Linked DNA regions of Mus musculus: region 1 is linked to region 2. Evidence: chromatin contacts called from public HiChIP or PLAC-seq data. All regions are on one chromosome and are shown on one strand. Each heading gives the region's core, a stretch centred on a gene start, on an enhancer-like site or on the middle of the called end of the contact. The rest is flanking DNA. Distances are from core to core; before and after follow the strand shown. Region 1 overlaps Scd3 (stearoyl-coenzyme A desaturase 3). Region 2 has its middle 12 kb from the start of Mir5114.

Region 1 (5,904 bases), core at 1,082-3,581, 89 kb before region 2:
AGATGGAATGGCCTTTTGAAGACGCAGTTACAGCGCCAATTAGGTGGTAACAGCTTGGAAGGCTGGGGTAGAGTTCTTCAGAAGGCAGTATATGCTTTGAATCAGCGCTCGATATATGGTACAGTTTCACCTATAGCCAGGATTCATGGGTCCAGGAATCAAGGGGTGGAAAACGGAATAGTTCCACTTACTATCACTCCTAGTGACCCTCTAGGAAAATTTTTGCTTCCTGTCCCCATAACTCTAGGTTCTGCTGGCCTAGAAGTTTTGGCTCCAGAGAGGGGAATGCTCCTACCAGGAGCTACAACAAACATTCCATTGAACTGGAAGCTCAGACTTCCCCCTGGTCATTTTGGGCTTCTAATGCCCTTAAACCAACAGGCTAAAAAAGGAATAACAGTGTTAGGAGGGGTGATAGATCCAGATTACCATGGGGAAATTGGATTACCTCTTCACAATGGTGGTAAGCAAGATTATGTCTGGAGTGTAGGAGATCCCTTAGGGCGTCTCTTAGTACTACCATGTCCTGTGATTAAAGTCAATGGGAAACTACAACAGCCTAATCCAAGCAGGATGACAAAGGACGCAGACCCATCAGGAATGAAGGTATGGGTCAATCCTCCAGGAAAAGAGCCAAGACCTGCTGAGGTGCTGGCTGAAGGAGAAGGAAATACAGAATGGGTAGTAGAGGAAGGTAGTTATAAATACCAATTAAGGCCACGTAACCAGTTGCAGAAACGAGGATTATAAAGTAATATGAATGCCCATTGTAAATTTACAAATGCGTTTGCGATTGTACGAGGAATAGTTATATCATGTTAGGCGTATTTACAACCTTGTTATTGTTTCATGTGAACATGAGATATTATTTGTGTCAAGTTGACAAGGGGTGGATTGTAGTGGCTATTCCTGGTTGTCAACTTGACAATATTTGGAATGAATTACAATCCGGAATTGGAAGGCTCACCAGTGACCCTTATCTGGAGGCTTGGAGATCCTTATCTGGATCTTGGTTTGAAGATCTTGAGCCACAGTGGCTATGAATTCCAGAAGATTGAATCTCCGAGTTTAAGGAACACACCTTTAATCTGGGCTACGCCTTTCATCTGGGATTAAAGGTGTGGTGGAACACACCTTTAATCTGGGCTCCACCTTCTGCTGGAGACAATATAAGGACATTGGAAGAAGGGAGTCTAGCTCGAGCCCTTGCTCCTTCGCCTGCTTGCTGCGTGAGACTGAGTAACTGCTAGATCCTTGGACTTCCATTCACAGCTGCGACTGAACAATTGTTGGGAATTGGGCTGCCGACTGTAAGTCATCAATAAATTCCTTTACTATCTAGAGACTATCCATAAGTTCTGTGACTCTAGAGAACCCTGACTAATACAACCTTCGTGACCAAAGCAATTGGCAGAATAAGATCATGACTCCATGTCACGAGGACTGTCACTCCAGCACCCCTGTTAAGATAGCATTGTCTGTACTCTGGAGCCAATGCGCCTTGGTGATCTGCAGTGTGGAGCAGATTCGGACACTTTTCTTGGTACTCTGGCTCTGCTTTAAGCCTTCCTTCCCTTTCCTCCTGTGACGTCAGGGTTTGCCCTCCACTGGCTTCTCTGTCCAGGTACAGTTAGATCCTCTTCATGGGAAGACCCCAGTCACCACTGAGTCAGAGGCTGCAAACCATCTGAGGCCTCATCCCAGTTCAGAAGGATACGGTCAGCCCTTCCCTAGGGCAGACACCATCTCTATGGTTGTCCTGAGGTCCTATAGAAGGACCAGATGACACACAGGAGGCAGAAGAGAGGAGGAAAGAGACCACTTAGAAAACCGTTAACTCTTGATACAGAGGGACACATAGCAGTTTGTGCAATGTTTGGTATCTCCAATCTCAGCTAAGTTCTGTAGCCGCAGAGGTTCTATGGTTTCCAGATGGCCTTTAGGTACTAACAAGGCCTCAGTCCCACCTCCTAGTTCTACCAATCTGAGCAACAGATGGGTACACCCAGTGTCCACTCCGCATTAGAGAGACTGATCTTGTAGGCTTTGAGTTGGAGTGCTGCATTCCTATGAAATGTATGATACAGCTGAGACTGGATCAGTGCTCGGACCCTGCATGAACACTTAGCTTTTAACTTCATCAACATACTTACCAGGATAGTAAATAGCTAGAGACTGTTGGTGTTCAGACATCGCCACACAAACGGCGTGAACACTGATCTCAGTTAACTACTCAGAATAGTTATTGACTGCACTTTAATACTGGTCAGATCAGGAACAGAGCCCAGAATTATCAGAACTATGACAACAGATATCTTTTCCTGTCAGCTCACAAAGGATAAAACCACAAAAGCCACAGTGAGTTCACACACAGGAAGTACTGCCGGGTGGTCAGCTCTGACTCAAGTGATTTCAGACATAACAGTTCAAATTGTCCTTTGATTTGATGGGTCCTACACAAAGCTTTGTGGAATTTCTTAAGATTAGCAAAACTCATACCGCACATTCAGAACATACAGAACAAAACAGTATGTGGTCAGTATGTCCTTGAGCCAAGTCACTTCTGTGTATCTGGCAGGCATGTTACAGCAACAATATGAAATAGCTGACAGGCATGGTACAAAATGGCTACAGCTATGCTTGGAGGGGGAGGTGTCAAACCATAGCATTCCACCCTTTTTTGAGCTGTCCCAATGAGTCAAATCATTGACTCAAAATTTTTCTTTTCTGATGCTGGGCGTGGTGGCGCATGCCTTTAATCCCAGCACTTGGGAGGCAGAGGCAGGCAAATTTCTGAGTTTGAGGTCAGCCTGGTCTACAGAGTGAGTTCTAGGACAGTCAGGGCTACACAGAGAAACCCTGTCTCAGAAAAAAAAATTCTTTTCTGAGGCCAGGAGGACAAACTTTTATATCAGTCTTTGTTGGCTTAAATGTTTGACATTTTGATCTCCCTTCATAAGTGTTGCTTCTCTCATGCTGGTAGGTCTTGCTATGCTCATGCTTTTTAGGAAAGGCATTATTAGTGTTGGCACTGCCCTGGCCATCTGGGAATGGTGTAGAAGTCCCAGGTGTCCCTAACCTCCTTCTCCAGGATAATACTGTACCAGAGGCTACAGATGTACAAGTATGCAAAATTCAGAAGTTTCAGTGATGCTAAAGGGACTGATACAGGGGGTCAGTGCCAAGGCACAAGCAAACCAAGTGCCTTTTGGCGGTACTAAAGAGTAAGGGGAAACTCCTGCATTAGCATCTGTACATTATTACGGTGTTGCAGGTACTGAGACCGATATCTTATATAAGCAGAGAGACCTTGTCCTTTCTAGGACAGGGAGAGGGCATTAACATTCTCTTGGAACCACTGATGTCTAAGACCCTGTTCCTAGTGACCTGGACTCTCTGGATGGTGAATATCATCCCAGGGTCATTACCAGATGCATAAAGGAGGAGCCCCCAAATCTACCCTGTATCTCATAAATCATTTGTATCATTTTTATCTTAATTTGAGTGGGGTTGGTCTTCCCAAGTTTTCTAGACTGACTCAACCTTCTGTGGCTGAATATACTTATCTTTATCAGTTACCCAGGAAGCTAATGCTTTATCGCCCCACATATCACAAAAGCACACACCATGTCCCCTGCAAGTCAGGGTCTTCAACTGAGGGGCAGGCATATACCTGAAGGGTGGCCAAAGTATTTTCCATATTCTGGATCCTATATCCAAAGACCTAGAGAATGAGGGAACATATATGTTTGTGGCCTTTGGGCACCTGTTCCATTTTGGCCCAAACAATTTACATACGTCAAACGTGAGGGCGGGGGGAACCATAAGCAATGTTATTTAGGCTTCCGTCCGTAGTTCTAATCGATGTTCATGTGTGTTGTACTGGAGCATGTCCCTCAGCAGCCCAAGGCAACATGAAATAGAAAGCAAACCTCTGGAATCTTTTATCTGTCTGATTTTTAACGGGTTCTGTGGGTGTTGTCTAACAACCCATTGCTGGGATCCAGATGTTTTGGGGAAGGGGGTGGTGAACTTCAGAAGAGAGCGATTAATCCAGGATTGGATCCCATCTATTTTCGTGGCCATGGGGTGGTCAGGATGACAAAGTGGAGTCCTTTTCTGAGTGGGCCTGGGGGAGTTCCTGTTTGACTCAGCATTTCAGCCAGTAAGGTGGGATAATGGACAGATGTCATATCTTCCTTCTGTAACTGCTTACTGTTGACATTAGGACCTTGTCCAAGGGGCCCAGGAAGGCTAGGCAATGGGGCGTTTCTTAGAAGCATTTACTTAGCTTTATCCAGATGAAAGACGAGGAGCCATCACATCAGTTGGACTGGTTAACATCAGCTTTTAGCAAGTCCGGAGTTCAGCAGCTCCACAGGTGATCACTGGATGGAGTCTGTTAGCCAGGTGAAAAACCTGCTGACACAAATATGGAGTAGGAACGGAAATCAGAATCGTCTAGTAATTGGGAGAGGTAAGGAATTCCAAGACCAAGGGAAAAGCTCATTTTCAAGAACAGGCAGGTACACTTATCTGGAGTCCATTTGGTCTGTGGCAGGTGGGTCCAAGTCTTAGCATTCTTGATTCCCTGAAGCTTATATGAACTTTAGTTTACAAAAGGATGGACATTAGTATTTACCATTGTACTGAAATCCATATTTTAGGGAAAAAAGTAGTGTCTGTTAGACAGCTGGAATAGACTGATGCCTTTGAGACCTTGTAATTGCTGTAGGTTTGCATTAGAAGGCACAGACCATTCTCTCCTCTGTCCAAAGGACCCGGTGTGCAGGCTGGACAGAGATGTTTTTAGCATGATGGGAAGCATCTTTAAGCATATACTCAGAAGACAACCAAAGGGGAATTAAAATCGTGAGCTTGTGACGGAATTGGAAACTGACGATGTCCCATCAGCTCATCAGAACTCCATCGATCAATATCAGAATCCTGAACATTGAAATAACAATAGCACGTGGGGGAGTTTTGAACATCTCCCATTTTTATTTTAAATTATTTTTATACCTTTATAACTTGCATTTATATATCTTAAAATACCTTCTTAGATTCTCAAATATTAAACATCTTTCAGACTCTCCCATTTTTAATTTGTATTTATCAACCTTCAACATCTTTTTAAATTATTTTCCTATCATCTCCCAAGTTTTTTTAATATCCTCTAACCTTTGTCATCTGTATTATCAATCTCAATCATTTTTTTAGACCTATAAACACTTTTTTCAGATCTTAAGTAAATTTTAGATTTTATATTTTTTCATCCAATAACTTATTATGAGACACAGACAGTTGAGTTGATTATTAAGAGTGTCATTTAATATGAAGCCTGTGGCAAGGCAAGCCTGTTTTTGACATTTTTAATAACATAGTGGTGGAGTACCTGGAGGTGAGGAGATAGCTAACTGCCTGTTGGTTTTTTCTTTGTTTTTTTTTTTCTTTTAGCTGTTAAGTTGTCAATGTGATCAGAGGTCTGAAGAAGGATGTATTATAACCCAGATGGACCTATGTATCAATCGAAATGACAGAGACTAGTCCATATTTTAATTACCGAGACAGTTACCAACCCGGGCTCCCAGGTCTCCATGGCACGTAGGGCAGAGGCAGTCTTTGGTCATGAGGCCCAGAAGATGAAGAGGCTTTTCCTGTGGAGGAGGAACATCAGAGAGACTGACCTCACCTTGAACTTGAGCAGTGTGTGGCAGTCAATTCTCCAATTGTCCTCTGTTTATCCACAGTTCAGGCTAGGCTCTGGCAGCAGGCAAGGCATTGGGGCAGTTATGCCCAGTGATTATCATACCCTAATCCCAATGGAGTCCTTTGTCATTGTGCCCACGTCTTCTTGGAGACCTTATGGGGTCACTGTTATGATTTGGGAGTTCCTGTCTGTCA
Region 2 (5,496 bases), core at 1,047-3,546:
TTTTTCTTTAGAAGTGGAGGGTGAGGGTAAGAATTCTCCTCTGAGACTCTTTGGGTTAGTTATGCCTGTTAACTGAAGCAGCATTTCTTTGGCGTAGAAGCAACTTACACTGTAAAAATAAGGCTCTGTTTACTCTTGCCATGCTTGTAAGATGCCCTGGATTGCGTCCCCAACACTGGAAAAACAAAAACAAAAAACCTAACTAAGTGAATAAATGACATCATAAAAGCATCATTTTAAAGGTCCCAAATCCATGACCATGGCGCATGAATTTATATACTTATACTGTTTAGCCACCGCCATTTATTACTATTATTAGTTATTAATTAATCACCTGGTTTTCAGACAAGGTTTCTCTCAGTATCCTTGGCTGTCCTGGAATTCAGTCCGTTAGACCGGACTCTCTCTCTCTGCATCTCTAGTGCTGCTATAAGAGATGTTTATCACTATACTGGGCCTCATCTTTAGTTTTAAAAAAATGTCATTATCCTCACCCCAAAAGGAAACACTATTCCCATTCGAATGACTCCTCATGACCCTCCCACTGTATCAACAACCAATATGCTGCCTATGAATCGGTTGTTGTTTATGTCGGAGAAATAGCCATACTGTGTGTGTCTGGTAGCCTCCCTGCATGACATTCTGTGTGTCTCTTTGTAACAGGTCCCCCACCGCCCCCCCCCCCCAACCTGGTCCTTAGTTGGCTCCCAAATCTTAACACAACTAACATGGTGAAGTGATAGAAGTACTATTCAGGTCATGGAACCCAGCACATAGGCAGCACCACCCGCCAAAATGAAAACAAAGATCTAATTCATCAAAGGCCATAGCTCTGGGAAGTCTGTAAATGTACTAGCCTTGCTTTTTGGCTTCTGTAGTTCCCCTTCTGGCTAACTGTTCTTGCTAAATGTGTCAAACAAAGACATGTTTTGTATTGTGTGTGTGTGTGTGTGTGTGTGTGTGTGTGTGTGTGCTTAAAAGCTTGCCCTGAGAGAGCTGAAGAGATGGAACAGCAGTTCAGAGCATTGACCGCTTTGCCCAAGGTTCTAAGTTCAATTCCCAGCAACCACATGGTGGCTCACAGTCATCTGTAATGGGATCCGATGCCCTCTTCTGGTGTGTCTGAAGACAGCTACAGTGTACTCATATTAAAAAAAAAAAATACAAAAAAAATGCCATAAGCCGGGCGTAGTGGCGCACGCCTTTAATCCCAGCACTTGGGAGGCAGAGGCAGGCAGATTTCTGAGTTCGAGGCCAGCCTGGTCTACAGAGTGAGTTCCAGGACAGCCAGGGCTACACAGAGAAACCCTGTCTCGAAAAACCAAAAAAATAAATAAATAAATAAATAAAATAATAATAATAATAATAATAATTAAAAACAAACATCTCACCCCGAGAAAGGCTCAAGTCTGTAAGTACCAGCCAGCTAATAGACTTTCTACTGGCTTAAATCTGTGTCTAAGTCATTTCTTTGATTTATCTTCTTTGATCGATTCCTAACATTTTCACACTGGCACAAATCAGTTTTTAACTCCTCATTATGATTAACAGTCCATTGTATTTATGGGGAGCAGTTGAGTTGTCCCCCCCTTTCGGCTTCTATGAATAGTATGCTCTGCACATTTGTGTGTGTATATTCTAGCATTTGCTCTCTGTCGATTTGTGTACACAGGAATGGGATTTCTTCTGTAATAATTCTGTTTAACTTTTTTTTTTTTTGAGTAAACAGTTTTCAACAGCAGTAATGGACAGTGTCACCCACCCTTCACCATAACATTTCTCCTTTTTTTTTTCTTTTTTCTTTCTGCTTTCGGGGAAGGCCAGACCCCATGGAGTAAAGTAGAAGCTCTGCTTCCAGTAGCAAGATTGCTTTAGCCAAAGCCTCAAACCGTGCCTCCAACCTCGCCATTTCCAGGAGCAGGCAGTGTGGCTACCTCCCTGGATCACTAACGCACCTCCCACCCCACTGCGGCCAAACACACATACACAGCCCTGTGACATCATAAATTACTGTCCTGGTGACCGTACATGGAGCCCTACCAAACTCCAACTCAGGTTAAGCTGAGTGCCTGAAATAGAAGCAACATGCAACGCTCTTCCTCCAGTCCTGGCCCTCTGCCAGTGCCTGCCCGGGAGAGGTCCAGCTAGGGTGAGGAAAAGCAAGGGTCAGGCGTGCGGGCCCCTCCCGGGGTTACTCTGGGTTAGCATTGGCCCCAGATTCACTCGCGTTCACCAGGCCCAAAGCGCCTGACCCCTCGCAGCCAATCAGCGGCCTCACCGGGCTCTGCACGCATCGCTCCAATCAGGATGCGCTGCTCCTGAAGCTAGCCGGTGTACCTTGCAGTCACAGATGGAGGCTAGCCCAGTCCCTGACCTCACAACCCCCCCCCCCCCCCCCGCCTCCGCTCCCCGGACCTTGAATGTGGGCTCTGGTCGCCAGCTTTCGCCAAGGAAGGGGGTGGGGGTGTGTGCTGGCAAAGCAGCGCACGTTTTTTTTTGTTTTTTTGTTTTGTTTTTTTCCATCTACGTAGTGCAAACGCTTATGGAGGAGGAGGCAGAGCTAGGACTTAGCAAAACAGACCTCAGATTGGGTCATGGTGTAGAGGAGAGCACTCCGAAAAGCACAGCATTAATGTGATCAGGAACTTTCCAGGCTGATGTCAGCAGGCATGAAGGGGCGTGGAGTGGGCAGTGGGAGGAGAAAATGCAGGGGAGGCGGTGAGAGTCTGGAAATCTCGATATTTAAGAAACTTACTGTGATAGCAGAGGGGACCACAGGGGCTGGAAGCCTTATTCCAGGCTTTGAAAAGACTCCGATGGGGGCATGGGGAAGGAAAAGGAAGGACACATCTGAAAAGTATTTTTGGAGCAGAGTAGACATTCAGATGCTGGAATGGTGAAGTGGATGCAGGGTGGGAGGGGCACCCATGACAGGCTTTTAGCTCGAGTCGCTCTGCAGGGGCAGCCTCTGCACCAACTTAAAATAAGAAGCTTGAAACAAAGCAGGCTTGGACTGGGAGCGGGAAGTTAGTATTTAACACGGGAGTGGGAGTTGTACAAAGTTTGCTGGGATTAAAGGCAGTAATCACCACACATAATCTTAACGTGCCCTTAAATGTGGCTTGCAAGAATTGCATTGAGAATTTTTTTTTTCTGTCTCCATGTTCATCAGGGGAAAAAACGGCTGACAATTTTCTTTTTTAAAAATGTGTGTGCTCTGAACCAGTTTTTATATCAAGGTAATGCAGACTTGGCAGGGTGAACTTGGTAGTGTTCTGTATACCATATGAAACAGTTTAAGGAGCTTGGTTATTACCTCTTCCTTAAAGATTTGATAAAACTCGGCAACGAGTCAGTCTGGTGCTACATTTTGACTTTTGGGGAAACTTTTGGTTACTGTCTCAGTCTTGTTGACTTTTTAAAAAAATGATTTTAGAGCTTTATTATAGAAAGACAGGGGGAAAGAGAGAAGGTAGAAAAGAGAGAGAAGAAAGGCTAGAGAATAAAGAGGGAGAGAGAGGAGAGGAGAAGACAAAAAGAGAGAGGAGTGAGGAGTAAGAGCCGTCTTGTTGATTGTTATGAATCCATTTTAATCGTTTATGTCCTTTTGGCTTGATTTTGTGAGTCCTCTATGACTAGGAGTTTATTTATTTCTTCAATGCCTGCTAATGTATTGCCAATGATCATGGAACTGAAGATGGTTAAAAACTACTTTAGAATGTTAGGAAGTGAAGCTAGTGCACACCTTTCATTCCAGCACTCGGGAGGCTGAGCAAGGTGGAGTTCTGAGTTCGAGGCCAGCCTGGTCTACAGAGCGAGTAAAATAAATAAAAAAGACTGTTAGGAAGTTAAAAGCTATTTAAGGAGCACGTGGGAAGAATGAGTGAATGGGATGAAGACAGTGGGTAGAGAAAGGGAAAGACTAGAGAGACAATGGATGAAAGAAGGAGAAAGAAGAGGAGGGAGAGGCTGTTGAGGGAAAAGAGCAGGAGACTGGGGAAAAAATAAAGAGAAAGAACAAACACAAAGACGACCCAACAGTATAAAAAGGTGTTGCCCTTTAAAGATTTAATTCACATTAATTTTACGTATATGGATGCTTTGCCTGCGTGTATGTCTGTACCTGGTGCTCAAAGAGGCAGAAGAAGCTGTCAGATCATCTGGAATTGGAGTTACAGATGGTTGTGAACTGCCATGTGGGCACTGGGGATCAAACCCTCTACAAAAGAAACAAGTGCTCTTAACAGCTGAGCTATCTCCCTGGCCCCTAAAAGAAGCGTGGGTGGGGGTGGGTGGGTGGGGCATGAAGTAGATAAATGTCAAAGGGGGGAATAAGACTTAAAAACAAAAACCCAGGGGCTGGAGAGATGGCTCACTGGTTAAGGGCACTGACTGCTCTTCCAGAGATCCTGAGTTCAATTCCCAGCAACCACATGGTAGCTCCCAACCATCTGTAATGGGATCTGATGTCCTCTTCTGGTGTGGATACAAACCACAGCAGTGAGAACGGTGCCTGCCTTTGTGCCTTCCAGACCTCCTGCATACTGACCACCCTGATGGAAGGGTGCAGCTGTAAGTGTCATGCACACTCCTTGAACTTTTGGCTTCTGTGGCAGTTAGCGGCAGAGGATTGACTCCAGAGAGGCAGAGGATCAACTCCAGAGACTTACCCACCCGCTGGCCTCAAGCTCAGAGCTATTAAGCTCCAGGGTCATTCTATGTGGCAGAGAACTGCGTCCAGCCACCCATCCTTTCTCTATGTAATTTGAGCTTAGTTTCCTCTGGCCCCCTTGCTTCTGCACAACTGCCTCATGTTCCTGTGGCAGGCCAAACATTGAGGTCCCCTGAGCTGTGGGGGACTCCTGATCTCAAGACTCTAGAGTAGCTCGGTTTCAAATAAATTACCCATTAAAATGATGCCTGATGCTCCTATCTAGTTCATATGTGCTGAGAGAGAGAGAGAGAGGGAAGGGGAGGGGGAGGGGGAGGGGGAGGGGGAGGGGGAGGGGGAGGGGGAGGGAGAGGGGGAGGGGGAGGGGGAGGGGGAGGGGGAGGGGGAGGGAGAGGGAGGGGAAGAGGGAGAGAATGGGATTACTCTTTACCTGACTGAGAGAGGAGTCCACAGCTGGATTGGAGGCCTGAGAGAGCTGTGGGTTTGTCTTGGGGGTAGAACTGCCGGCCTCTCCTTGTCAGGGCCATCTGGTTTACCTTTTGAAGGCTACTTCCGTTTTTCAGCCCACTGCTGGGGAACCTGTGCACTTGAGGTGTGTCTGACTCGCTGGTGCGCTCCCTTTTCTTCTCTGATATCCTTCCTGGATGTCTGGTTTTGGTTTTTTTTTTTTTTTTTTTCGAGACAGGGTTTCTTTGTATAGCCCTGGCTGTCCTGGAGCTCACTTTGTAGACCAAGCTGGCCTCGAATTCAGAAATCTGCCTGCCTCTGCTTCCTGAGTGCTGGGATTAAAGGCGTGCACCACCACTCCCGGCTCTTCCTGGATG

Evidence for each region. HiChIP or PLAC-seq counts read pairs in DNA pulled down with a chosen protein or histone mark.
Region 1: an HNF4G HiChIP or PLAC-seq map of pancreatic cancer cells shows a contact between it and region 2. The contact joins two enhancer-like sites. A contact is called at or near these places in 11 of 39 promoter capture datasets (the C10 cell line, the HPC-7 cell line, the SN4741 cell line and 7 more), 1 of 15 datasets of contacts at CTCF or cohesin (the NIH/3T3 cell line), 12 of 484 Hi-C or Micro-C datasets (B cells, the C10 cell line, the G1E-ER4 cell line and 9 more), 14 of 115 datasets of contacts at active chromatin or transcription factors (bone marrow-derived macrophages, embryonic basal ganglia, embryonic fibroblasts and 7 more) and 3 of 9 other capture datasets (adipose tissue, liver and pancreatic islet).

The regions. Positions count from the first base shown.
Region 1 is chr19:44,223,555-44,229,458 of GRCm38.p6, forward strand. All of the region lies in intron 2 of Scd3 (stearoyl-coenzyme A desaturase 3), which reads left to right. It also overlaps a transcript of Pkd2l1 not described here. Among named protein-coding and RNA genes, the nearest start is that of Scd3, 23 kb to the left of the region's middle. Within about 2 kb of position 2,332, at least 39 of the 459 cell types and tissues checked have an H3K27ac peak or open chromatin away from gene starts, as enhancers often do. A contact at or near this core is called in the G1E-ER4 cell line, the HL-1 cell line, the NIH/3T3 cell line and 3 more, where this site is marked.
Region 2 is chr19:44,312,400-44,317,895 of GRCm38.p6, forward strand. No RefSeq gene overlaps it. Among named protein-coding and RNA genes, the nearest start is that of Mir5114, 12 kb to the left of the region's middle. Within about 2 kb of position 2,297, at least 328 of the 459 cell types and tissues checked have an H3K27ac peak or open chromatin away from gene starts, as enhancers often do. A contact at or near this core is called in the G1E-ER4 cell line, the HL-1 cell line, the NIH/3T3 cell line and 3 more, where this site is marked.